Regions from separate parts of the Anser cygnoides genome. Here region 2 is linked to region 1. The links are chromatin contacts, called in public Hi-C maps. All regions are on one chromosome and are shown on one strand. The core of a region is the stretch at or near the end of the contact, and the rest is flanking DNA. Distances in the headings are between cores, read along the strand shown.

Region 1 (6,764 bases), core at 2,667-5,166:
GCTTAAATCATTTCTCTAAATACCAAAACACAAGATAACCCAAAACTTTGCATCCCACAGAATCACAGATAGCACGGCTGAAGATGACCTCAAACCATTAGTCTATCTACCAGCCCAACAGCAAGATCTGCAACTTTATCACCTCAACCAATGTTTGTGAAACAGACTTTAAATAACTCAAGTGAGTGAGATTTCGCTGTCTACCCACCCCACCTATTCCAGTGTTTCATCACTGGAAAGCTTTTCCTAACCTGACCCCAAACTATTACAGCATTTCACTTTCCTCCCTGCTGGGAAGTTTTTAAGTCTAGCTTGAACTTGTAATGCATTTACGCCCTTTCAAACAGTGAGGCACTCCCCTCAGAAGCGCATGGTAACAACAGACAAAAAAACTTTGAGACAAGGTCCTAGCTCCACTTAACTCACTGGAAACAAAACCTGTGGAGACGCTGAAATATGCCCTCTGACATTTGCAACACTGCATATAGGACATACTAGAAAATACAGGTTGACACTTAAGTTTGAAGCACACTGTGCATATTCAAAACCATACATGGTTCAGAGCCAGAGGGGAGGGTTTTTTGCCCTGGCACCCAAAGGCTGCTCCTTCTGTTTCCACAGAATATTCAAAAAGAAAACTTTCCAGGTTACCTCTTCGAAGTCAAGAAAACAAAAAGAAGGCAAGAAAACTTTCCACGTGTACTACACAGCCTCACTCGCACCAATAGCCACCAACGTCAAGGCCAAGAAGACTGTTGCCACCTAGGCCATGAGCGACAAACCCCAACATCTCCCAGAAGAAGACAACCAGCATGGACGCTTACACGAGGCTGGGGCACGCAAACCTCCAGCGGCCCCACTGCGATCCCCTCCTGCTCTGGCAGCACCTCCGCCACCCAGAGCCATCCCCGCGGGCTGCCATGTTGTGCCACAGCCAGCCTCGAGCCTGCCAGCCACCCATGGGTGGCGGGACATGGTGGTGGCCATGGGGTCGAGCCACAGCACCCCACACTCACCTTCGGAGACCTCAAACTCGGCCGCTCCATTGAGCTGGTAGAGGCACCAGTCAACCGTGCTGTTGTCGCCTGGGGGGCCGCCAACTGGAAGAGAAGGAGGAGGATCAAAGGCATGGTCAGTCTGGGGTACCCAGCGCCCACGGGGAGAGGGAAGAGGGGATGGGGCCATGGGGAGAGGGCTGAGGAAGGGACAACAGGCTGTGGGGTGGAGGAGAGAGGGCTGAGGATGGGTCAAGAGGCAGTGGGGCGGAGGAGAGAGGACGAGCCGCAGCAGTGGGGAGGAGGGCAAGGAGAGGTGGAGAGGGCAGCGAACGGAACAGAGGGATGAGGGGGGGGGCTACAGCGAGCCGGGAGGAGGGAGAGCGTTAACGAAATACCCTGCTTTTGGGACATGTGTGCCGCCCTGCGGAAGGTGCCCAGTGCTCTGAACTGTTATTTTGCTTTGCTCCCAGCGCCGGTAGCTAGCTCGGGGCGCCTCCTCCTCCTCCCAGCGGAGCGGGCGGCGCAGGCAGCCGGCGCTGCCTCGGGGCGCTGAGGGAGCCGGGGGAGGGAGGACGGGCAGGAGGGAAGGCTCCGCCCGGAGCTCCGGGGGAAGGCGGCGCTGCCTCGCCAGGACCCGCCGCGGCCCCAACAGGTGCCGGCGGGCCCGGCAGGCCTGCGGGGAGCCCCCCTCAGCACGGCCGGCTGCCAGGCTGCCGCCCGCCCGCCTTCCTTCATCCCTCCTCCGTGCTCCCGTTTCAACTTCGGTCCCCGAGTTCCCCTTCAGGGCATCCCGCCGTGCCACACTTCACTTCACTTCTTACCTGCCTTGGGCTGTGTAGCCTGTTAGGGATGAAGGCTGCACATGCCAGCTAACTTCTCAGGTTTTACGTACGCTAAAATCATTGCGAGGCTAGAGAGCGTTTCTCATCTTCCAGACTGTGGATCCGCAAGCTGTCTTCACAGCACGCATGAAAGGTAACTAAGAAAGCAAACCTTTTATCAAGTAAACCAAAGTGCTCTGTGGAGTGACACTTGACTCCACTGGAAAATTATTAGGGGAGCAGAAAAATTTAAAGTGCTGAAACAGTCAGTTATAGCAAGCATACTTTATAAACGTCTTTATTCTTACAGACATCCACCCCAAAAACACCACAGGAGGGAAATCTAAAGGTATGTTAATTGTTCTGTACACCAGGCGGCTTTCTTGGCATTTTATTTAACACAAAGATTGTGACTTTCTAGCTTACAGCTGGCAGCATTGTGCCTACATCTGTCTTTTTGAGGCGACAGTGTCAGAGGCCCACATATACCATAGCTCATGTCAAAGAAAGCAAACACACTTTGTATTGGCAAATGAGAAAAGCTTAAGAAATAGTACAGGAAAACTATAATCAAGCCATGGTAAGAGATTAGGAGCACAAGAGAACAAAATATCAATGTAGGCAGCTGTCGTGACCCAATTACACCGGATCCTCCATTATCTTTGGTACAAATTCTAAGTGATATGCCAACATTCATTCCTTTTTGTAGCATGTGAAGACCCTCCTGATACCTTTAGACTTGTATGCACTTTCATAAGCTGTAGGTAGTTTGATTTGATTTTTGCTAATGTAAGTATTTTATTCAAACAGGTATGTTCTTCTCTACTCTGTACAAGACAGTGTAATACTGTGGCCTGTGTGAAAGAGTAAGGAGGACAATTACATGTTCTGATGGAAATAGGTTTAGAACGGGAGTAACAGTCTGCAAACATTCTCAGCTACTTTAGCAGCAGAGCAAAATGCCAACGCTTAAGCTTTCCTGGGAAATTCACCTAAATTACAAGACCATAATGCCTTCTGAGGTAAAAGAACATCACTTCATTTAGACTGTGTATATATATTTATCTCTAAGCCATATGTTTGCTGGATGTGTGCTAGCTTTCTTGGAACTGAAAAGGTTTAAGCTGATGATCTGGGGAAAAACAGAGTATCATAGAGCTGTATTAAAGCTTCATCCAGCTGCTTACAGATATTAACTCTCTCATTAAAGTACCTACAGACCTTGATTGCTCTCCGCAAAGTATTATCTTAAATAAAATTAACCTTAACATTCCAGTACAAGCCTCCTCTTTTTGGAGAAAATTATAGTCTCGCATATTAATAACCAAACAAGGGCACCGCTGTAGGAGAATCCATTCATATCAGCCATATTTTACAAAATGTAGTGATTTTATGCTCTTCAGCTCAGTATTACAGAGTTACATACTGTTTTTCATTCTGGACTTCAAAAATTTACATACTTCGTATGTTAAAAAAAAAAAAGTTTGGCATGTAAGGCAGTACATTATATATTTCTTTTTTTTTTTTCCTAAAATGGAAGGATAGATACAGATCTTACTTAGAGCGTGATCTGTTTCTACAGGTAACTTAAATGTTGAGATGGGTTAATTTGCACCCAAGGGTTAGGAAGTTCAGCATGAATTTACCTTTATCAGTACAAGTCTGTAGAGGGATACTGTAAAACTATTTGTGATGGTTTCATCACAAATAGTGATGTGACTGCTTGAACTAAATCTAGTTAGACTACTAATTCTAAATCAACAGACAAACTTGAAGGTGAGAGCAGATGCCACTTTCATCTGACTTCCTTTACTTTTGAATTGTTGGAAATGAGAGTTTGGTATGATACTTTTTATCATTTCAGGATTGTAACATTGTTAGAAGCAGGTACTTTACTCAAACTACAATTTAAGCAGGGTAGCCAAATTATACTAATGTGTATTTTAAAGAATGAATCAGCGAAAGAACTATTCGGGTTTTTAATATCATAGCATTGGACAGAAACAGGTACAACTGCAGACCAAATTTCTAGGGAGACTGGGCTACCTTACCTATATAACATTTTTTAAATTATGGACTTTTTCCCTTTTCACAAGGGCTATCAGCAGACCTAGGAGCATGGCTGTTTCAGTTTTCAGCACAGCAGACAACACTCACTAACGGTAAGAAAGCAAGTGAGAAATCCAATTTAAATGGGATCAGAAGGTCAACCCTATAAAATAAAATTTAATCTTGCTACAACTTCAAAACGCAAAGACAATAATCCGTATTGCAGTACCAGGCCCAGAAACAAAGAATTCCATTCAAAATAGAATTTCCACAAAGAGAAATCACCAGGATTTCTAGTCAGCGAGGATGCAGAACACCTCTCTGAGCAATACGGTTTTATAGAAAGAAAAAGTTAAAATAAAAATAAAAATAAATCAGCTCCAGGGGCAGCGCTAACAGCTACCTCCCGGGGGCCGCGGTTTTCACGGGGTCCTGCACCCTGCTGCAGGAACCCCACGTACCAGCAGCACCTCGGGGCTGCCAGCCACCCCCTGGGGCCAATTCCCCTCCCCATATCCTCCGATTTAACCAAAAAGTGCTTTAAAGGGAAAAAAAAAAGCAGCGCCTTCGGGCGAGCAGGCCCGCCGCTGCCGTTCCCTCAAGATGGTGGCGGCCCGGCCGGGAGGCGGCGCCGGAGCGGGGGGCGGCCGGGGGCGGGACGCGGCGGGGAAAGCCCCGGCTTCGGCCCCGGCCCCGGCCGGCTGTGGAGCCGCCATGGGGCCCCTGCTGCTGCTCTTCAGCCTCGTCCTGCCGGCTGCTGGCCGCGGGCAGCTGCGGGCCTTCGTGGTCGCCCACAGCCACATGGACGTCGGCTGGGTTTACACGGTGCAGGTGGGGCCCGCTGAGGAGGGAGGGAGGCAGGCCGGGGAGGGGGGGGGGGCGGGGCTGAGCCTTCCTACTGCTCCTCGGCTCGGTGCCGGGTTAAAAAAAAAAAAAAAGGCGTAAATCGCTGAGGGGACAACCCCCCGGTCTGTCCCGCAGTGCGGCTGGTCGCCCGGTTTTGTGGGATCACCTTGGCGGGGGAAGGCAGGGTTGGCACAGGGGCTCGGCGCGTCGCTTGGGGTTTCCTGCTGCCGGCGTTCAGTGGGATGCTCGCCGTGTGTTTTGGTGTTGTTTTTAAAAAGGACAACCTTCTAGCTCTCAAAGGGTGCTTTAGCTGCTTGGCAGGCTTTCTTGGGCTTTCAGGGTGCCCCGTTACTGAGCCAAAAACTGAAGGAAATTCTCAGTCCCCAGAGACACCCTACTGGCCAAGGCAGAGTCGGTGCCTAGGGCCACGGAAGTGTGGCAGTAAAATTTTTGCTCAGTGAGTGAGTTGCAGAGCAAAAATAAATCAGGTTAATACCCCATTAATACCCTTTTGTATTTGTTAGTCTAAATCCTGCATCCTTTTTTATTTCATTACAATGAATTTCTTTAGATGATGCAGAAGATGCTGTGGATACTTTACTTGCTAGAGTGATATGACATCGCATGCTTAAAAATAACTATAATAAAAAAAATAATGTCTTACCAAGAAAATTTTTACTGTTGCTTGCAGGTAGCCTAGGTTGTGAGAAGATTAATTTTCAATTCCAACCCGACCACTGGGCTTTATAAACTTTGCAGGTGTTCTGGTATAGCTTAAGTTTGTGTCATGATGCAGATTGGCTTGTTTTAATCTCCAAAATACATCAAGAAAATATTTTCAATAGGTTACCACATGGAATATTTTACTAGTGTATCACATTTGAGGAGTCCTTCATCAACTCTTAAAATATAGCGTACTCCACTGACCTATTCAGAATTAAAATTGAGCACGATGTTGTAATCCTTGTAAATATACTTGGATTTTAGGTTATATTGTTTGCAGCCATTTGTGAGACAAATGAAAGCTTAGCAGACATTTGAGCGTGTCACTATTGAGTAATAGTAAAATTTGAAGGCTATTCCCTTAGTTAAAATTTCACATTGTGTAACAATGAGTGTCTAATCATAATCTTGATTATAAAAAGTCCTGCAGAAATGATTGAAAAGTCATTGAACAAGCAATTATTTAGATAAGCTCTGAAGTATTTTAAGCCATTCCTCCTACACTCAAAAATTTTTGCTTTTCTAGTGACAGTTAGCAAAGATAGCTGGATTTCAGGTGTGGAAAGCAAGGGGATAGGAAAAGTTAGTTTCTGATTTGGATCACATCATCCTGTTCCTATTTCAGAGTGTGCTTTTCTTTCTTATGGGAAAATTACCCAAATTAAAATTATGGATTCATATTTTATATATCATGCCCAGTAGTTGTAGTTGGATGAGGGATCTGTTAATCACTTTCAGGTGCATGTTTGTGTTGTGGTGCTTATTTTCTAGGCATGTGTCATTACCTTTAAGTAGAAAAACGATATTGTTGATGTTAAAGTAACTATGCTATTATAGATACACATGGAAACTGTTGCAAGAAAATACAGGCACTCCAGGAAATTCTAGTATCTCTGCTGTTGCTTTTAGGTGTTGTATATCACTTTGATGTTAAGCGAGGGGTGAATCACTGCATATGGCCAAGCAGAAGTTTTTCTGGCAAGGAAAAGTGTATCCAAAATATCATCATTTGCACAACTTTAAACTAATATGGTGTTGTTTCTTTGATACCATATGATACGATATAACTGCATGATAGATCACAGAATCACAGAATTGTAGGGGTTGAAAGGGACCTCAAGAGATCATCGTGTCCAGCCCCCTTATTTGATTATTTGATGAATATAGCTCCCATATTTGCATTCCAATAAAATCCATAGGCCTTCTGGAATCAACGTTGCTTTAGGAACAGGAGACACATGGAGTAGATGCTCTGATTCTCGCACTGGATGATTCTACGTCAACAGTCAGATTTGTTCTGAGTCCTTTGCCTCTGTTCTAAATCATC
Region 2 (6,764 bases), core at 2,754-5,253, 240 kb before region 1:
ACCTCTACCAACAAATTCTGTGTTTGAAGACATCAAATTGTAATGTTAGAACAAATTTCATCTCCGGTAACACCAACTTGATTTGAGATACAGTGCCAGCCTCTGTTAGCACTTGCTGCAATGAATCGGTAGCTCTCTCATAGCAAAAAGAACGAGCAAGAACATTAAAGAAGTGAAAGAGGAGCACATTCTCCTTCACCTGCTCGGCTGGGAATGCATCCAACTGTGGCATTACCTCAGAGAAGCTGCTATGTCAGACGTTCACAGCCTTAATTATCACCTGTGTGGTTACTGTGCCTGTACAGTACAGCACAGCTGGCTATGGCATCTGTGCACATTTTTATAAACTTTTCCTTTTCCACCGTGTATGTCCATGATTAGAAAACAACTGAGATATAAATACAAAACTGATCATCTGATGCCACGTAAGTGACCTATAGCATTGATATTCGTGAAAAGGAGAATGCTGACCCTCTGCTCCCAGCTGAGAGAGCTTAAGGGAGAATTAGTGTTGCTGATTACTACTTGCCTGCTGCCACAGAGAGTACTTGGCATAAGGACAGTGGAATAAAGAGAAGTTAAGAGAGCAGTGGAAAGATGCTCGCATTACCCTATGTAATGCACATGAAAACAGGTGCTTATGCAAAAGCCCATTCACCCCTGAGGTAAGAGTGGTATTTAACATGCAGATCTGACAAGATTCATCGTCAGTCTTCACAGATTTGCTTCCTCATTTGCTATTTTTACCTGCTTTTTGAGCCCACCTTTCGATATTTTTCTTTCCATTTCCTCCCACCCTTGCTTTTTATTAATTCTCCCTCCCAAATGTCCACCCCAAAGGGCACCAACACCCTAGTTACTGACATCACATTGTTCGTTTTCTAGATTCTACGTCTGTCGTCTCAGTGTGCTTAAAGCATTGAGCTCAGATTTCTGGCAGAAAACGCCTGCTGCTTTAGATTTACACCCCCCAAAAAAAGCCTGTTTTCAGGCTGGTCCTTAGTCTAACGAAACAATAGTGCCCCAGCTGCTCATGAGGTATGCTGGAGCTTTTATTGCACTAATTTTATGCTGATGTAATTCCTCCATCTATTAAATTATGCTGTTAAAATGGGTGTAACAGAGTAAACAACAAAACCTATTATTTTGAAATAGCAGCTGTTCATTTAATTGGAAAGGTGGGGCAAAAAAAAAAAAAGGATATTTAAGACAGTTTTTGGTACAGTTTATTTAGCATCAATTAAATATTTTTATTTCCATAATGTACTTCCTTTCATAATATATAACTACTGAAGATGCACATGGCATTTTTCTCTGGATTTTACAACTCTCCTTACTCTTTACAACAACAGCACTGCTGACAATGTTTTTTGTTAGGATTTACATATTCTGTAAACATCCAGCCTAATTACATCAAATCTGTTTCTGACTGTACCATAGAATAAAGAAATGGACTCCTATTCAGAGCTATTATGACAAACAGAGTTGAAGGCTATTCATTGGAATGATTCATGCAGGTCTATTTTCTTGGATTATCACTGCTTTCTCTCATCATTTTAGGAACTATTTGATTAAAGATTTTTCTCTGGACTGTTGAGAAACTGCTTGTATGCCAACAATGCTACAAATGTGATTTCACTTCAGCAGTATGAAAGGTAAATCAGTTTGAATTGACTGATTTAATAACAAAATGTTGTATGTAACATTGCTTACCATGATCTCTTCTCTTTACCGTTACAAATTAAGTTTTCCAAGAGACAGACTTTTTTTTTTAAACGTTTCAATAGTACACTCATACCTAAATGCTGGAATACAAATTTCGCAACAGAATGTAAAAATGTCAAGTTTGTATCACATTCCAGAGTCACTGCAGTTTAACACAGGCTACATATGAGCTGCTTAGATCACTAGATGTCCCTGTTCATGTGTGTTTCTAGAACTCCTTGATGTTTGTACGGAAAAGCCGTTAATTTCAGCCTATAGCTCAGTACCACACCTAAGACATTCAGGCAGTCACTCAGATCTTATCCTATCTTGAGTAAACAATGTTTACAGAAATCAGCTAAAGCCAATACCACTTTGTAAATTTACAAAATATTTGTAAAAGGATTATTGGTTCTCTAATACAAAAAGCAACTGGTTGAACTTCAAGCTTTTTTGTTTTTGTTAGGATTTTCTTTTATTCATAGCACATAACTGAAATTGAAAAGGTGTTGCGATGAGTTTTTACAGTACTTCCATGGTTTGTCTCTTTAGCTGAAACAAATGGCAACTGTAATTACGCCAAATGCAAATTAACATTTGTGATACAGTGAGAGCCAAAGTGAAGTTAGTGAAGTTGGTACTGGTTGCTGCCACCATGTTTCAGCTTGGTTTACTCTCCGTCAAGCTATGTGTATTTATATACCCGCGTACATAAAGTATGTGACAATCCAGTCACTGTAGAGGTTTAGGTGTCATTTTCTAAACTCAGGAGCTGATTAAGTTCAGCAATTGCACTAATATACATATCCACTGTACGATCACTCATAAACAACCACAGAATGTACTTTATATATAGAGCTTCACTGTTAAACCAGTTAGTATTCAGTGGAGACAGTTTTAACCTTGAACTGAGCTCCTCGGGAATGGCTTATGCCATGTGTGACTGTGCCTTGTGTTGGAAAGGAGCGGACATAAGCAGCAGAGGGAGGCTTTATTTTACACTTCCTTGTTAGTTACTTTTCCAGCTACCGCCCTCATTTCCACCTGTTCCCGAAGCAAGTTACATCCGTTAAGCACACCCACTAAATATCAAATCAATTGTATAAAATAATATCTTAAAGCAAATGTGAATAGCAGGGGGAGCAGATTGCAGCAGTAAAAGTTGTCGTATCAGAGCTAAGTCGTACTGTCAGAACAAAGAAACAACTGAATTGATAACACAATACAGGCGTTTTAGGTTCCTGATTATATTAGATTCAGACTGCAAAAGCATCTTCTTAAAAGTGACTGCTTTCTTTTTCAAAGTTTTATTTTAAGTAACTGGAAGCCAAACTTCACGCTCATTGATGTTTATTTGGGGTAAAAGGTATGATTTTGTTACAGGTTCCAAGGTATGGACATAGTGAAGAAAGAAGGTGCTGGGGACTACATTTTTGTTTGGGGACTAAAAAATAAAAAAAAATGCAGCGACATCAACTAGTATTTGCTGTTTTAAAAATGAGACATATCACAGCACCCCATGATCTGCTGCAAACTTGGAACTTATGAAAACTCACTTAATGACTAAATTACTCGTATAAATTACTCCAAAGTTGAAATTTCATCTCCCATTTCGAGTTTGTGAGGCTTTTTTTTTTTTAAAGGTGTTCACAGTACTGTGTAGAGACTGATTTATTTTAGGTATCTCAAAAATTAAAAGTAAAGTAGTATTTGTAAAAAGAAATGAGTTTACTACCAGTACAATGCCAACACTTTCAGATACATTCCCATTTCACTACCAGCCCAGCAGCTTTCAGTGTACGTGACAGAAATACAAGCACATTTAGTAGCAACTTTTAAGTTCATTTCTTAATTTCATAGTTACTTTTTTTTCTTTCCTTCTCTTTGCTCCTTTAGTTCTCTACAAGTACAGCCCGGGGGAAGCAGGTTCAGCCTGCCCCAACTGGCAGCACCAACCCCCGGCCGCCTCCTTGTTCACTAACCCCGAGGTATTTCAGCAAGAACCGGCCCAAATCCTCACTTCTGTCCCCCAAAAGCACAACTAAAGGGCCTATCTCGAGAAAAAGGCTTCATCCGCACCTCGGACGCCTCAAGGGGGAGCCGTGAGGCGCGGCCCAACGACGCTCGGTCCCCGCCGCCCTCAGCGCCCCGCGCTGCCATTTTGGAGGTGCGGGAGCCCTCCCCGGCCGCCTCCCTCATGGCTACCAGCCCTCAGCAGGCAGCCCCCTCCTCAGCACGGGCAACCCCCGCTGCCAGCGCCCCCTTCCCGGCCTCTCCTCCTCCTGGAACAGCGGGCGGGGAACGGCGGCGGCGCTGCCCCCTCGCAAGGCGCCGCGGGAAGGGGGCCGCGGCATGGGGCGGGACGGGGCCGCCCCTTAGGGCCGCCGCCACCGCCCCACTCGGCGCCCAGCAGCAGGCGGAGAAACTTTCCGCCGGCAGTCCCTGCTGCTACCTTTCCCCCGCAGGGCTCGGGGGAGGACAGCCTGAGCTTCCCTGCCTTACTCCCTTCCGCTCCCCGCAGGGTTTCTCGGCCTTCTGGGGAAACCCCGGCACCGAGGGAAACTTGGGGAGTCCTTTATAGGACGGGGAGAGCACGGAGCGGCGTGTGAGAGGGGAGTACTTTCGGTAGCTCGCTCAGGCCGAGGTAAGTCCCATCCTGCTCACAGCACTCCCACGGACCGAGGCCTCTGGTGCCCGGTTCCCCGTCCTGGATCGGGGCCGCCCCACAGGCGCTGGGGGTCCGCAGTGGGGCACATCCCCGGGCTGGTCCTGCGCTTCTCTGCTTCCCTGGGCCAAGGTCACGCTCACAAGAAGATGCTGAGTAACTTTTGTGCTTGTATAGTGGTTAAAAATACTCTTGATGGCTTACTGGAAAGTATTTTAATCTCTGTGTTTTCCTAGGGCTTGTCCGAAGGTTGGGTGAACTGAGCTGTGTTGGTTTATTTATAACTTGATAGAGACCTAAGACAGAAATGCATTTCTTTTTTTCAGTAAAACGTTTTCTGGTGTAAGTAAGTTAATTTTGGCAAGCACGTTGTCTATGTTTCAAAGAATGCTGTGTGCTGATAATACAGCTGGTACTTCTCGCATCCTGCTGTGATTTTAGTGCTCTCTAATTAGAGGTGGTGATGTTGCCTCAATTAGGGACTGCATCTTCAGTTTTGGCTTATTGCTTCCACTTCTGTGAAAACATCTTTAGGCCAACATTCTGAACGTACAGAATTTTAAGAATACAGCTTGTAGGCAGACACCTTTTACAGTGTTTGCTGTGAATTGCCACACTCCGGGGAAGTTGCTTTTGAGCAGCTGGAGTTACTCCGTGTTGCACCGCGGTAGTGTACGTGTACCTCTCCGCTTCCTGCCTTGTAAAAGCTAAGCTTTCAGTAAGCACTTACGTGAAAGTTTACTAATGTAAGTAATCAAACTGCAGAACAGAGATCCCCTCCTCGTTCAGGAGAGGCTTTACAGTGGGAGTTCGGGCCTTCTCTTGTAAGGAATTGTAAGGCCTCTCCCGCCCTGCCCTACTGTTTTCAGTGTAAAAGCGCTTTAATAAAATAAGATAGTAACTAAGTATTAAATCAAGTGACTTTATTTTGTATCTTGTCTGTTTCAACAAAGTGTGTCTTTAGTGACATACCTCCTCACATTTCCAGTGTCGTAGCTCCACATCTCCTCTTCCTTTGCCTTATCCTTCTCTTCTTACCCTGCTACCGAATTGAGGTGGTGGCTGTGAACCAGGCTCTTGATACGAAGTGATTTTTCTATCGTTTTAGAATGGTTGATATTGTTCTATTAAAAGTTAGGGGCTAGTCTTTTTTTGTTGCATGTGGAAGTGCAAGATTAGGTTCAGATAAATTATTTATATGCAGTTTTTATGGGATCGATTAATGATTTTTATTTTGTCAAGACTTGAAAACCAATTCTCATTGAGTTAAGGAAAAAAGGCAGTAGATGTTCTTGCTTAATTATACATATATGAAGATTCTTATTCAATAATAACTGTTAATGCTTAGAATTATTCAAGGATGTTTTTATATGTCTTGTGGTTGCTATTGACATCCTTGCCCTTTTCAAGGCTTTTTGTTCAAATAATTACATGAATATATTCCCATTTTAAGTTTTATTCAGTTTTCGTGTATTAATCATGTTACCTGATAATTAATTACAATTCTCTTCTTTTGCAGCTAAAATGAATTCAGATCCTGATCCCCAGTCAAGTCCTCCTCAGCCACAGCAACATCTTGGAAGGTCCCAGCTGAACGCTGCTGCTGTGGACCACAGTGAGAACAATCGGAGGTCAGGACCACCCTCAGGAGATGCTGCAACTTTTCCTTCGGGTTCTGACTACTCCCGTAGCAGGGAGAAAGCTGAAAAAAATGGTAAGCATGAAAGCAATTTTTCTGCAAAATTGGGTTATGGTAAACATAAAAAGAATAAAGTACGTACACACATTCAGCTCTTGCTTTAAAGAGACACCATCAAGTAAAAAAATAAATGGCTCTAATTTCTTAACCTATTGTTTTGGAAGAGAAGTTTTTTGCTGCTTATTTTGTACATATTTTTGTGTATTTTTGTGGTTTTTTCCATCCACTTTTTCTTACATACACAGAGAAACAGGAAAGAAGTTTCTGTGAAAAATTGGCAGGAAGAATTAAATGTAATTTAGCAGAATATTAAGGTTTCAATTTAATTTCTTTAACTAGTTTGACTGCTTGTTAACTGTAGCTTTAATATGAGTTTTAATCTGGATGAATAGATACTACGGTAATGTAGACTGAGGGAATAATAAACTGATATATAAAATGGGAGTGACAAAAATAAAGTTAAGATTAGCAGTCAAGAAGATTAAGAATGAAGATACATTTTGAAAGGCAGAAGAATACTTTTTCTTCATCATTGTGAACCCATTCAGTTTCATGAACTTTGAAAACTGATCGTGGGATGAGAGAAAAGTTTCTTGCAAAAAGTAGAAAGAAAAGTATCTGGCTTCGGTGTTCAGCTGCTGAGTTCCACTTTAAATTCGGTTTGTAATCTAACACTTCTGCAAGAAGTTTGCTATT

What was found. A called contact is a pair of places that touch in the nucleus more often than the background predicts.
Region 2: a Hi-C map of liver shows a contact between it and region 1, with 2.1 times the contacts expected there. The contact joins the promoter of WFS1 here to the promoter of MAN2B2 in region 1. A contact is called at or near these places in 2 of 7 Hi-C or Micro-C datasets (granulosa cells and liver).

What each region holds. Positions count from the first base shown.
Region 1 is chr4:12,461,811-12,468,574 of Taihu_goose_T2T_genome, reverse strand. It overlaps MAN2B2 (mannosidase alpha class 2B member 2), which reads left to right and starts at 3,916. Exons shown (of 19, transcript XM_066995633.1): 1 at 3,916-3,981. PPP2R2C (protein phosphatase 2 regulatory subunit Bgamma) reads right to left here and starts at 1,550. Exons shown (of 10, transcript XM_013179604.3): 1 at 1,394-1,550; 2 at 1,017-1,100. The coding sequence starts at 1,409.
Region 2 is chr4:12,702,419-12,709,182 of Taihu_goose_T2T_genome, reverse strand. It overlaps WFS1 (wolframin ER transmembrane glycoprotein), which reads left to right and starts at 4,003. Exons shown (of 8, transcript XM_013179711.3): 1 at 4,003-4,348; 2 at 5,889-6,083. The coding sequence starts at 5,894.